2 separate regions of the Oryctolagus cuniculus genome follow, and region 1 is linked to region 2. The links are chromatin contacts, called in public Micro-C maps. All regions are on one chromosome and are shown on one strand. Each heading gives the region's core, a stretch centred on a gene start, on an enhancer-like site or on the middle of the called end of the contact. The rest is flanking DNA. Distances are from core to core; before and after follow the strand shown.

What was found. A called contact is a pair of places that touch in the nucleus more often than the background predicts.
Region 1: a Micro-C map of ear pinna shows a contact between it and region 2, with 7 times the contacts expected there. The contact joins the promoter of LOC100352865 here to the promoter of COX10 in region 2. A contact is called at or near these places in 2 of 6 Hi-C or Micro-C datasets (ear pinna and an unstated tissue).

Annotation. Positions count from the first base shown.
Region 1 is chr17:58,229,576-58,234,833 of mOryCun1.1, forward strand. It overlaps LOC100352865 (heparan sulfate glucosamine 3-O-sulfotransferase 3B1), which reads left to right and starts at 2,588. Exons shown (of 2, transcript XM_002718869.5): 1 at 2,588-3,636. The coding sequence starts at 3,098.
Region 2 is chr17:58,044,328-58,049,609 of mOryCun1.1, forward strand. It overlaps COX10 (cytochrome c oxidase assembly factor heme A:farnesyltransferase COX10), which reads left to right and starts at 3,799. Exons shown (of 7, transcript XM_002718961.5): 1 at 3,799-3,953. The coding sequence starts at 3,803. LOC103351459 (a long non-coding RNA gene) reads right to left here and starts at 3,812. Exons shown (of 3, transcript XR_007911390.2): 1 at 3,705-3,812; 2 at 93-175.

The sequences.
Region 1 (5,258 bases), core at 1,338-3,837, 180 kb after region 2:
CAGAAGCACAGATCGGGTGGGCCCACGGGCAAGCTTGGGGACAAGCAGGGGCCAGGCTCGGGCCTCGAGCTGCCCATCTGGGCAACCTGACCTTGTGAGACGGGCGTTGCCCGAGGGCCAATCCTGAGCGGCACCGCACCGGGTGATGGAGGGTCGGGGGCGCAGCTCCAGTGGGACTCCCGAGAGCCGGGTAGGACCCGCCAGGCGGGCAGAAAGAAGGGACAAGGCGGCTGCGAGCGGCCCTGGTCCCACTCTGGCGCCACTGCCGAGGCCCGGCAGGACTTGCGGGAGGCCCCCCAGCCCCTCGCACTGAGCGCGCCGCCAGCTCCCGCACTGCGCTGGGCAGCGGAGACCGGACGGGCGGCGGGTGGCTGAGCTCCGGGGCTCTCCGCTCTGCGCCTCACTCAGGGGCGATTTCCGACGCCCACAGCCTTCCTTCCACTCTCTCCCTCCCTCCACCCCCGGGAAAAAAAAAAAAAAAAAAGCCAGCTCCAAACACATCCGGAGCCTGCCTCGCTCTCTCACCCGACTTCCCTAACACCCCAAGGCACAGGGACTTTATTTATTAATTTTTTTATCTGGAGGATTAAAATCCTGAAAACATCATTGAGTCACACCCGATCTGCACCGACGTTAACCACACGCGCGCTGCAAGGAACCCAACACTCACAAGTCAGGATCTTCATGTCCCACCGAAATAACAAGAGCCTGGGGACACTTAATGCCCCCCCCCCCCATTTTCAAAATAAAGGAGTCTGGCTGGTGCACAGAAATCTATTTGTCCTCACGTTTCAGAAGCGTAAATTGGGAATTAAGTGAATTGGGTGAAGAATCCAGGGCGCATAAGTCACTTGGAGAGAATCCACCCAACATCCCTGCCAGGCCAGAAAAAAAAAAAAAAAAAAAAAAAGCCGGAAAGTTCAAGGTGGGATGGGGGGGAGGGGTGGCGAGGGAGGAGGAAAATCCTGAATTATTTCCCCCTCGACAGTTTTGTAGGAAAATGTGTCAGCGCTCAGGGGAGTTACAAGGAGGTCGCGCGGGGCACCGCGTGGGGCGCACGGGTCCCACGCCGGCCGCTGCGTTTTCCTAACCCTCTCCAGTCACGGGGCACATTTTTGGAACCGGAGACGCCGAGGTCAGAGCGGCTTTCTCAGCTTGCTCCCCGGGGTGGGGTTCCCAGGAGACACTTAGTGGGGACACTGGCTCCGGAAGGGAGAACAGCGCGGGCGGCAGCTCCGGCTGAGCCACTCCGTGGGCGGCACCGGACCCCCGGGGCCGCGCGGGGGCCGGCGTCGGAAGAGACGCTCTGTCCGGAACCACGGGCCGCCAGGTGTTGGGAGGCCCGCCGGCCGCTCCGCCGCGGGGCCGCGGGGCTGCGGGCGCCGGGATGCCTCGGAGGCTCCTGAGCTTCCTCCACACGCCCGGGACAGGAATGCAGCCGAGCGCGGCGGCGCCCCTGGTCCCCTCTGCCCACCCAAAAGCGGCTGGAGTGCCTGGGAGCCCCCGCTTCCCAACCTCGGGGCAGGTCTTTTGTTTCCCCACTCTGGGCAGAGAGTGGGGTTCCCAGGAGACACTTAGTGGGGAGGCTTCGGCTGGACTTTGACTATTAGAAGAGTGCCACTCGGTGACGGATGTGCCCGAAATCGGCACATTCTACGGCGAAAGGCGACAGGTCAGCGAGCCAACCTGTCGCCTGCCTGAAGGCGAATGTTGGCTTCAATACCGATTCAGGGAAAAAGAGAAAGGACAAGTTCTCAAACGTAACGTGTCCAATAAACTCACAATACTCAGAGGACAACTTTCTGCGCTGACTCCGCTGGTGCGCGCGCACGCGTGTCCAAAGGAAACTTTTTTTCTAGACTCTACCTTTTAGTTAATTTCTCCCCGCGCCTTCTCCCTCCCCACCCCCCCCCGGCAGTTTTAGAGGCAGAGATTTTTTTTTCTTTTTTCCTGGAGGACGGTTTACTTCCCACTTAAAAGAGAGGCAGGCCGAGGTGGGTGGGTGGGGGTGAGAGAAGGCCCACCTCCTGGCACAGAGTAAGAAAAGACAGGGGAAAAAAAGCGATTTCCAAACAGGCCTTCCATTTCTCAAACCGATGCCCGTCCGGGAAGGGCGTGCCTCCTGGGCCCCCGGCGAGGGACCGGCTCGACACGGGCCTTGGGTGCACCTGCGGGCGCCCCTGCCTCCTCCAGTCCCTTCTCCTACCCTGCAGCGCACACTTGGGGATCGCGCCCGAGACACATCTGGACCGGGGCTCGCGTCCCGGCATCTGGGCAGCGGCAGCCCAGGCCGGCTCCCAGGGAGCGATCGCGGAAACGCACGCGAGTGCGCCACTCGCTGGGGTGCGACCTCTCCCAGCACTCCGCCAACTCCAGCATCCGTCCCAGCATCTGCGGCTGGCACCAGCCCCTGGCTCCGCCCCCATGAGCCCGCCCCCTCGCCCCCGAAGCCAATAGCCTCACCCGGTCGCTCTGCACCGCCCCCAACTCTTTCCACACCTCCACGCCCCGGGAGCGGGTTGGCTGCTGAGTCCTGGGTGAGGCCCCGCCCTCGGCGTGGTGCTCGCCGCTTCTGGTAGGAAGAGCAGCCCGTCACTCCGCAAGGCCGGGCCCGCCCCCTCCACCTCGGTCTGCTCGCTGGCTTCCTGCGCAGTTCTCCTCCGCAGCCTCCGCCGGGGCTGCTCTCCAAGACTGGGGCGCTCAGAACGGCGAGCAGGCAGCCCCGGCGAACAGCCGTGCGCACCGTCCCGAGCGCTCCGGGAGAGCGCGCGCAGGGGCTCTGCTAGCCCGCAGCGGGCCGTGACGCCGCAGGAGCAGCCCCTGGGCCAGCACTGACCGCCGCCCCGACTTGGCGTTCCAGTTGCGGCTGCTCCCGGGACAACATGTCAAGAGCCGCCGCCGCTACAGCTGCCGCCGCCACCTGGAGAGCAGCAGCAGCAGCGGCAGCGGCGGCAGCGGCGGCCGCTTTGACCGCGGGCACGCGGGGGCAATAAGCGTCCGGCGAGCCGCGGAGGGGGAGCCCTCTCTGCGCTCACTGCCCCGGCGGGACCCTGGCCATGTGCTGAGCCATGCCCCTGGCCGCGCCCGCGGGCAGCGCATGGGGCAGCGCCTGAGCGGCGGCCGCTCCTGCCTCGATGTCCCGGGCCGGCTCCTGTCGCAGCCGCAGCCGCCCCCGCCGCCGGTGAGGAGGAAGCTCGCGCTGCTCTTCGCCATGCTTTGCGTCTGGCTCTACATGTTCCTGTACTCGTGCGCCGGCTCCTGCGCCGCCGCGCCAGGGCTGCTGCTGGGCTCGGGCTCCCGCGCCGCGCACGCCCCGCCGGCCGCCCTGGCCACCGCTGCGGACGGGACGCCTCCCAGGTTGCCGTTCCGGGCGCCGCCGGCCACTCTGCTGGCCAACGAGGGCGCCGCGAGCCAGGAAGAGCAGGGTCCCGAGGCGCCGGACTCCCCCAGTCCCATCTCCAGCTTTTTTAGTGGGTCCGGGAGCAAGCAGCTGCCTCAGGCCATCATCATCGGCGTGAAGAAGGGCGGCACGCGGGCGCTGCTGGAGTTCCTGCGCGTGCACCCCGACGTGCGTGCCGTGGGCGCCGAGCCCCACTTCTTCGACCGCAGCTACGACAAGGGCCTCGCTTGGTACCGGTGAGTGCGCGCGGGAGCGGGCGAGGGCGCGGGGCGGCGGCATAGGCTGCAAAGGGGGCGAGCGCACGCCGGGTGCGCCCAGCTCGGCTCTCGCCAAGACCCGGAGAAACTTCTGGCGCAGCGCCGGCGGCTCAGTGGTCCGCGGTGCTCAAGAACCACAGGCAACGGGGCAGCGACTTGGTGTGCGCTTGGAGAAGCAGGGTGCCCTCTAGCCATGGCGTTGCCGCCCCATACGCATCAATCAGGGTCGCCAGGATTTAATTTTTCCTGGCGGAGCCCCCGGGACGCTGGGAGGAGCGTTGTGCGCCCCCGCCGACACAGCCTGCTCCCTGCACCAACTTCTGAGCAGTTTCTGCGCTCCAGACTCTAGGGGATCGGGCGGCGACAGCGTCCTGCCGAGACCGCAGGGAGGTTGTGGGTTTCGGAGTTAACATTGCTCCTGGCTCCCGGGGCCGGGAGGGGCGTCGCACCCGCGCTCGGCTCCAGCGTCTCGGGCTCGGGAGGGTGAGCTGGGGCGGGCGGCGAGCGGAGCGTGGAGCGGTGCTGGTCTCTGTCGGGCAAAGGCGCGCACTGCAGCCGGTGTGAGCGGCGCGCAGCTTTGAAGGCTTCCCGGCGCCTCCCGGGCAGGGCCCACCCGTTTCCCGCCTACCCCGGCCTTGATGCTGGGGGGAGCGAAGAGCAAGGAACGCGTGTCTCCGCGGGCTCTTGACACGTCGGGGGCACAAAGACTTTTTTTTGGGGTGGTGGTGGTGGTGGTGAGGGTATCCAGGGATTGGAAACCAGAGTAGCTTCGAGGTGGCTGCTGCCCAAAATTTCTTTTTCCAGTCCGAAGGGACAGACAGAATCGCTACCGCTGCCCACGGCTTCCCGCAGCTCCCGGGCCTTGGGGCAGAGGTGGTTTGGCAGAGTCCGGGCGAGGCGCACGGGTGGGCAAGGGGTTGCCAGACTCCGGCGTCTGCAAACACCGTCTCCGCCCTGAGGGTCTCCTTCTTTCCGGTCATCATTCCCCGAGCCCGCGCGCGCACGGGTCCCCGCCAGCCCCCCAGACCCAGTGGGCTTCCAAGAGGCGGCAGACTTCCGGAAACAAAACGGAGAGAAGGGAAAACGGGGATCCCTCACACCCCCACCCCGCTCCCTGTCCCCACCCCGCCGTGGGGACTCGGATAGGATGGAGACTGCCGAAGGGGCCGACCTCTCGCCCCCAAACCCGCGCTCTGAAGGGCTTCGCCCAGTCCCTGGCCCCACAGCCCTGTGCGTTTGTTGTTGCGAGAAGTCGCCCACGGGGCTCAGGGTTCTGGTCCGGTGAGCGCGCCTCAGAGCTGCCATCTGTGTAATGGGCGCAAAGCCGGGCGCGCACGCTGGGCCCCTCCCCGGTGGTGTGCTGTCGTCGCTGCGGCCATAGTATTGTCACCGCTTCCACAACGCCCATCGCCCCGTCCCGGGAGCAGGCCAGCGCCCTTCCAAGGTGGACCTGGCCACAGCTGGAGGCAGCCCGGGTTTCTTTTCTTTTCTTTTCCTTTTATTTTATTTTTTTATTTTCTGGGATCAGACAAGTGTTGGGGGGGGGGGGCTGGCTGGAGAATCACGGATTGCGCTAGGTCGTGCGGGCGACTTGCCGTCCA
Region 2 (5,282 bases), core at 2,549-5,048:
TATTTGGATATTTATAACATCATTCACAGACCATACAACATTATCAACTGAAAAATGAGCCTGTTATAAATTTATTGAATTTAGAGTCTCACCTGCAGTTGCCTTGGCAGGGCCAGACCAGATGAATTTTGTAGGCCTTATCTGGCCTTCAGGCAAGACATTCACCACCGGGGCTCTAGAGTTTTATAACATTATTTTTAAGAGACAAGATACAAAGTTTTACTGCTGATTATTTGGAAGTCATGTTTTAAAATACATTAGCAAGTAAATAACTGTAGTTAAAGATCACATGAATATACATTAAGACAACTCTCAGTAATTATGGGATAATAAAAACAATGTTTTTAGCTAAGCCTAATGATTTTCTTTCTATCTCTTAGCAAAAATAATGCTTTTAATTCTTTGTCTCTTTCCATAAGCAATACTGAACAAAATAAACAACAGGTAATGGGGAAAAAGCCCTACAAAATATCTTTGCTTTGTTTAAAATGTTAAGGCCAAAGTAACTGTGTAATTGTGAAGGTCTACACCAGTCATTAGTGAGGATGCTATAGGCAGAGGGAGGGATAAAAATGACGACACTATGAGAAGGAAAATATTGATTCGGGTGTCTAGAATCAAACTTCTATCACTCAGAGCAAAACCACCTAACAGTTCTGGACTTCAGTTTCCAAAACTAAGAATGCAAAGGTCAGGCTGTATGGATGCCTGTAGTCTATCTCTAGAAATCCTATGAATCTATAATGACTAAATAGCAGAGCTTGTCTATGGCATTTTCTATGGAAATTTGCTCAGGAAAGTAAGTCTGATCAACCCAAATAGTGCCAAACCAGAAAGCCTGGGCTCAGTCATGGTATTTCACAAAATGAGTTGTGTTCAAAATATTCAGGAAACAATGGGATGAATAAAGTTGTGATGGATTCTTTTACTTATTTATTCAAAATGTATTTCCCATTTCTCCCTTAGTTTAACATTCATGTGAACTGGGACAACAATATGTGTAGGTCCATAATGATGAAGTGACTGGCTTAAGCTGTCACCACAATCCTGTTCCCTGCTTTCTCAGCCTCCCTTGCAGCTATGGGTGGCCAAGTCAATGAACGCAGCCACAGAACATTATTCTTTCCAAAAGCACTTTCAGGAATTATTTTTCAGAAGCATGGTAATTACAAATGTTAGACAGATTATATGTATTTTCTAGTAAAGCCAGAATACGCTAATCTTTTAGACTCTTCTTCCATAAATCATTTACTCTGGTTTCCTTAAATAAATAAAAATCTGTTTATCCAATGGAGTATTTTGTCATACCTTGCCCCCATTTTTGTAAAATTTTTTAAATGATAGAAAAATCTGTTTGCCAAGAAGGTATCTGACTATTAAACTTCTCTATCATAAACCTAAGCAACTTAGAAATTCCTATTTTTGAGTACACAAAATCTAATATTCACATTAATCAAACTTTTAGACACAGTTGTGTTGTTGCATGAAACCTGGAACCTAGGATTCTCAGTTCTGTGTACCCAAATCACTGGTGGTACTTTAAAAGAAAATTACAGTTCAGTCTCCATCTACCCCACACCTCTTCTGATTCACACTTGGAGGTGGCTCAGGACTCTGGTAGTTTAAGTTTTAAGGACAGCCAAGACTGAAATACTGTGCTTTATACATCACAGAAGCTGAGGCTCTTCAAGAGGCTTTAGTTGAATGAGGCCTTATGGCATGGTGAAAATAACTCTGTAACAGGTATAGGGGTTCTGGCCTTGGTTTTGGCACTCAGCAGTTAGTTGACTTTGGCCAAATAACTTAAAAACTCTTTGAGCCTTAATGAGTCACTCATAAACGGGACAATTTTTGCCCTGGATGTAAACATCAACTGTTTATAAAAGCATGTGGAAAGGGGCTGGCGCTGTGGCATAGTGGGTAAAGCCTCCCATATGGGAGCTGGTTCGAGTCCTGGCTGCTCCACTTCCAATCCCTCTGCTATGGCCTGGGAAAGCAGTGGAAGATGGCCCAAGTCCTTGGGCCCCTGCGCCCGCATGGGGGACCCTAAGAAGTTCCTGGTTCCTAGCTTCGGATCAGTGCAGCTCCGGCTGTTTCGACAATTGGGGAGTGAGCCAGCGGATGGAAGACCGACCCATCCCTCCCTCCCTCCCTCTCCCTCTCTCTCTGCCTCTGCCTCTCTGTAACTCTGCCTTTCAAAAAAATAAATCTTTAAAAAAAATGGAAAATTACCAGGAATCTGGAAACTTATTTTTTCAAAGATTTTTATTTAGTTATTTGACAGGTAGTTACAGACAGAGAGAGAGAGAGACAGAGAGAAAGGTCTTCCTTCCATTGGTTCACTTCCCAATGGCCACCATGGCCAGAGTTACGTGGATCCGAAGCCAGGAGCCAGGAGCTTCTTTCCTGGTCTCCCATTTGGGTGCAGGCGCCCAAGCACTTGGGCCATCCTCCATTGCCCTCGTGGGCCACAGCAGAGAGCTGGACTGGAAGAGGAGCAACTGGGACTAGAACGCGGGGTCCATATGGGATGCTGGCACCGCAGGCAGAAGATTAACCTAGTGCACCACCATGCCGGTCCTGAAATCTGGAAACTTCTATCAGTCCTGAAGACTGTTATCCTCTTTGTGGAGTGCCCTTTCCCGTCCTTGCATGTTGAAAAAATCCTATTGCACCTTCCACTGAGAACTCTTCTGAAATCTTTGGAGCCCTCTCTACCCCAACTACACAGAAATGTCAGCACCTCAGGGCTTTCCAGAACCTTCCACATCAGCCTATCACACGGACCGTCCTAACGACAACCCTGCTGTCCACCACTGGCATAGGGTACGCTCCTCTCCCACCCGGAGCCGTCTTCTCAGTGCCCCTGTCCCTAGCAATGCTAGCCCAGGTGGCCCAAAATGGCCACCACCCCAGCCCGAAAACAGGAACTACCCTTGTAGAACCAGCTTTTTCAAAAGCGGAGTCTTTTCTTCAATGCACTTTCGCTGATCAAGGAGATACTAGGAGACTTCAAAAGTCCGTGGAGAAACAGAACTAAAACAAGTTTATCTGGCTGCTGCAAACACTATTTGAATTTCATGAGTTTTTTTTCCCCCTCCATAGTACGTGTTTCCAATGGATTTCAAAACATTTTTGCATCCAAACTAGGATTTAATTCCATTTTCCATGAGCTTTTTGAAGTTCCCCCGTAAAGGGAGGGCTGCCGAGCTCTGCTGGAGTGACCACCACGGATGATAACTAATTTATCGCTGCCATTCGTGGTAGGCGCCTGCGACAGTGAATTCCTTCATAAAACGTGCACTGTCCTGATCCCCGTTCTACAACGAGACGAGCGGGGAGCCGGGTTCGAGCGACTTCGTAATTGGCTCAAACACAGACCTCACTCCAGAGCCCCAAGGCTGAGCCACTCCCCGCACCTTCTGCACCCAGAGGCGCTCTGAGGCTCCGTTCCCCGGGTGTGGCTCGGGGACCCGACCCCTCGAGTCCACCCCGACTCCCTTTCGACAGCCAAGCTGGCGCCGCGGGCACTGCTCGACCCGGAGGGGAGCGGAGGCACCGCCGATGTCCTCGGGCGCTCCGGTCACCAGCACGCGTCTAAACAGCACCGGGGCCCTGGATCCGGCCGGGGGCGTCTGCGCAGCTCTGCCGCGCCTTTTTCCCCGGGAGGACTCAGCCACACCACGCTTTCTCCCAAAGTTTACCTCAGACCCCGAGCCGTCAGCCCGGCCGGGAAGCTCCAGCACACCCACAGCTAGAGCGAGGTCCTCCCACTGGCCGCCCGCCGGAAGTGACGCACCGGATGCGTCCCTCCTCCCGCAGAGGGGGCGGGGAAGGAAGATGGCGGCGCCCAGCAGCCGGTGAGGGCAGAAGACACCGGGACCCTGGGGGGCGGCCGAACTCGTCCGTTATGGCCGCATCCCCGCATGCTCTGTCCTCACGCCTCCTGACAGGTACTAGACCCGCCTCGGGCACGATCTTGGGAAAATTCTTGCTTTCGTGCCACGTGCGAGACCGTGGTTTCCGGCTGCCTGCAACCTTGGGAGCCCTTGGAGAGGTCGGGTCAGCGGAAGCGGGGAAGTGACTTTTGGGGTAGCCTGGAGGGAGGAGGCCGTGGAGCGAGGGTCCAGCCTTGCACTGTATCCCCAGTGGTCCGCACCGTCTCCTCCATCGGGAAGGAGTGGGCAGGGTCAGGTGCTTCTCTGGCTTTTCAGAGAGTGAGAGTTGGAGGAGAGGGCAGGACCTTAGGGCTCCCCAAATCTCTTAGCTTATGAGAGGCTCGCTTCCCAGCCTTCCCTCCTGGCTTTCCTTGTAACTGGGAGTCTTCGCTTCAGTGTAGAGTGATAAACATAAGGACAACTGTAGACAGCAGTACGTACCCCCTCCCACGCCCTGCCCCAGACTTTGCGCCATCAGCGTGGTCCCTGATGTTAGTCCTCCACTTGAAAGACCCGTGACAGATGATATATTGAGCTGAGATGCTCATCCCTACCACTTGGCAAGGACTCAGCTCAAATGCCTTCTGTGTCTCCTTATCAAATCACCGTATCTAAAGTAAGGCTCCCTGTCTTCTGATATCAGCCTTTATCTTTCTTTCATCATGATTAGTACAATCTGTTGTTTATATCCTGGTTTATTGTGTGTTTTTCCCAACGAGAATATAAACATTTTTCTTAAAGATTTTTATTTATTTGAAAGGCAGAGTTACAGAGAGGCAGAGGCAGACAGAGAAAGAGAGGTCTTCCATCCACTAGTTCACTTCCCAATGGACTGCAACGACCAGAGCTGTGTTGATCCGAAGCCAGGAGCCGCTTCTGGGTCTCCCACGTGGGTGCAGGGGCCCAGGGACTTGGGCCATCTTCTACTGCTTTCCCAGGCCATAGCAGAGAGCTGGATCAGAAGTGGAGCAGCCGGGTCTCGAACCAGTGCCCATATGGGATGCCGGCACTGCAGCCTGGGGCTTTCACCCACTGCGCCACAGCGCTGGTCCCAAGAACAGAACCTTTATGGAGGCAGCAACAATGTCTGCCTCTCTGGTTCACCTTTGTGTCCCCAGTGCCTAGGACTGGGCCTGGTGTGTGTTGTTGTCTCTCTGTAATTATTTGTGAATGGAGGAAATTTATCCTGGTGGTACTGTGGAAGAAGAAATTGGGAATTGTTTTGCCCTCAGTATTTTAGGGTGAGAACTAATGGCTGGGTGGGGAACATGTTGCAGATGATCCCCGTTGGAGACCATATAGGAGAAGCCAGGAACTTTCTTCTGGTCATACCCAGAAACTACT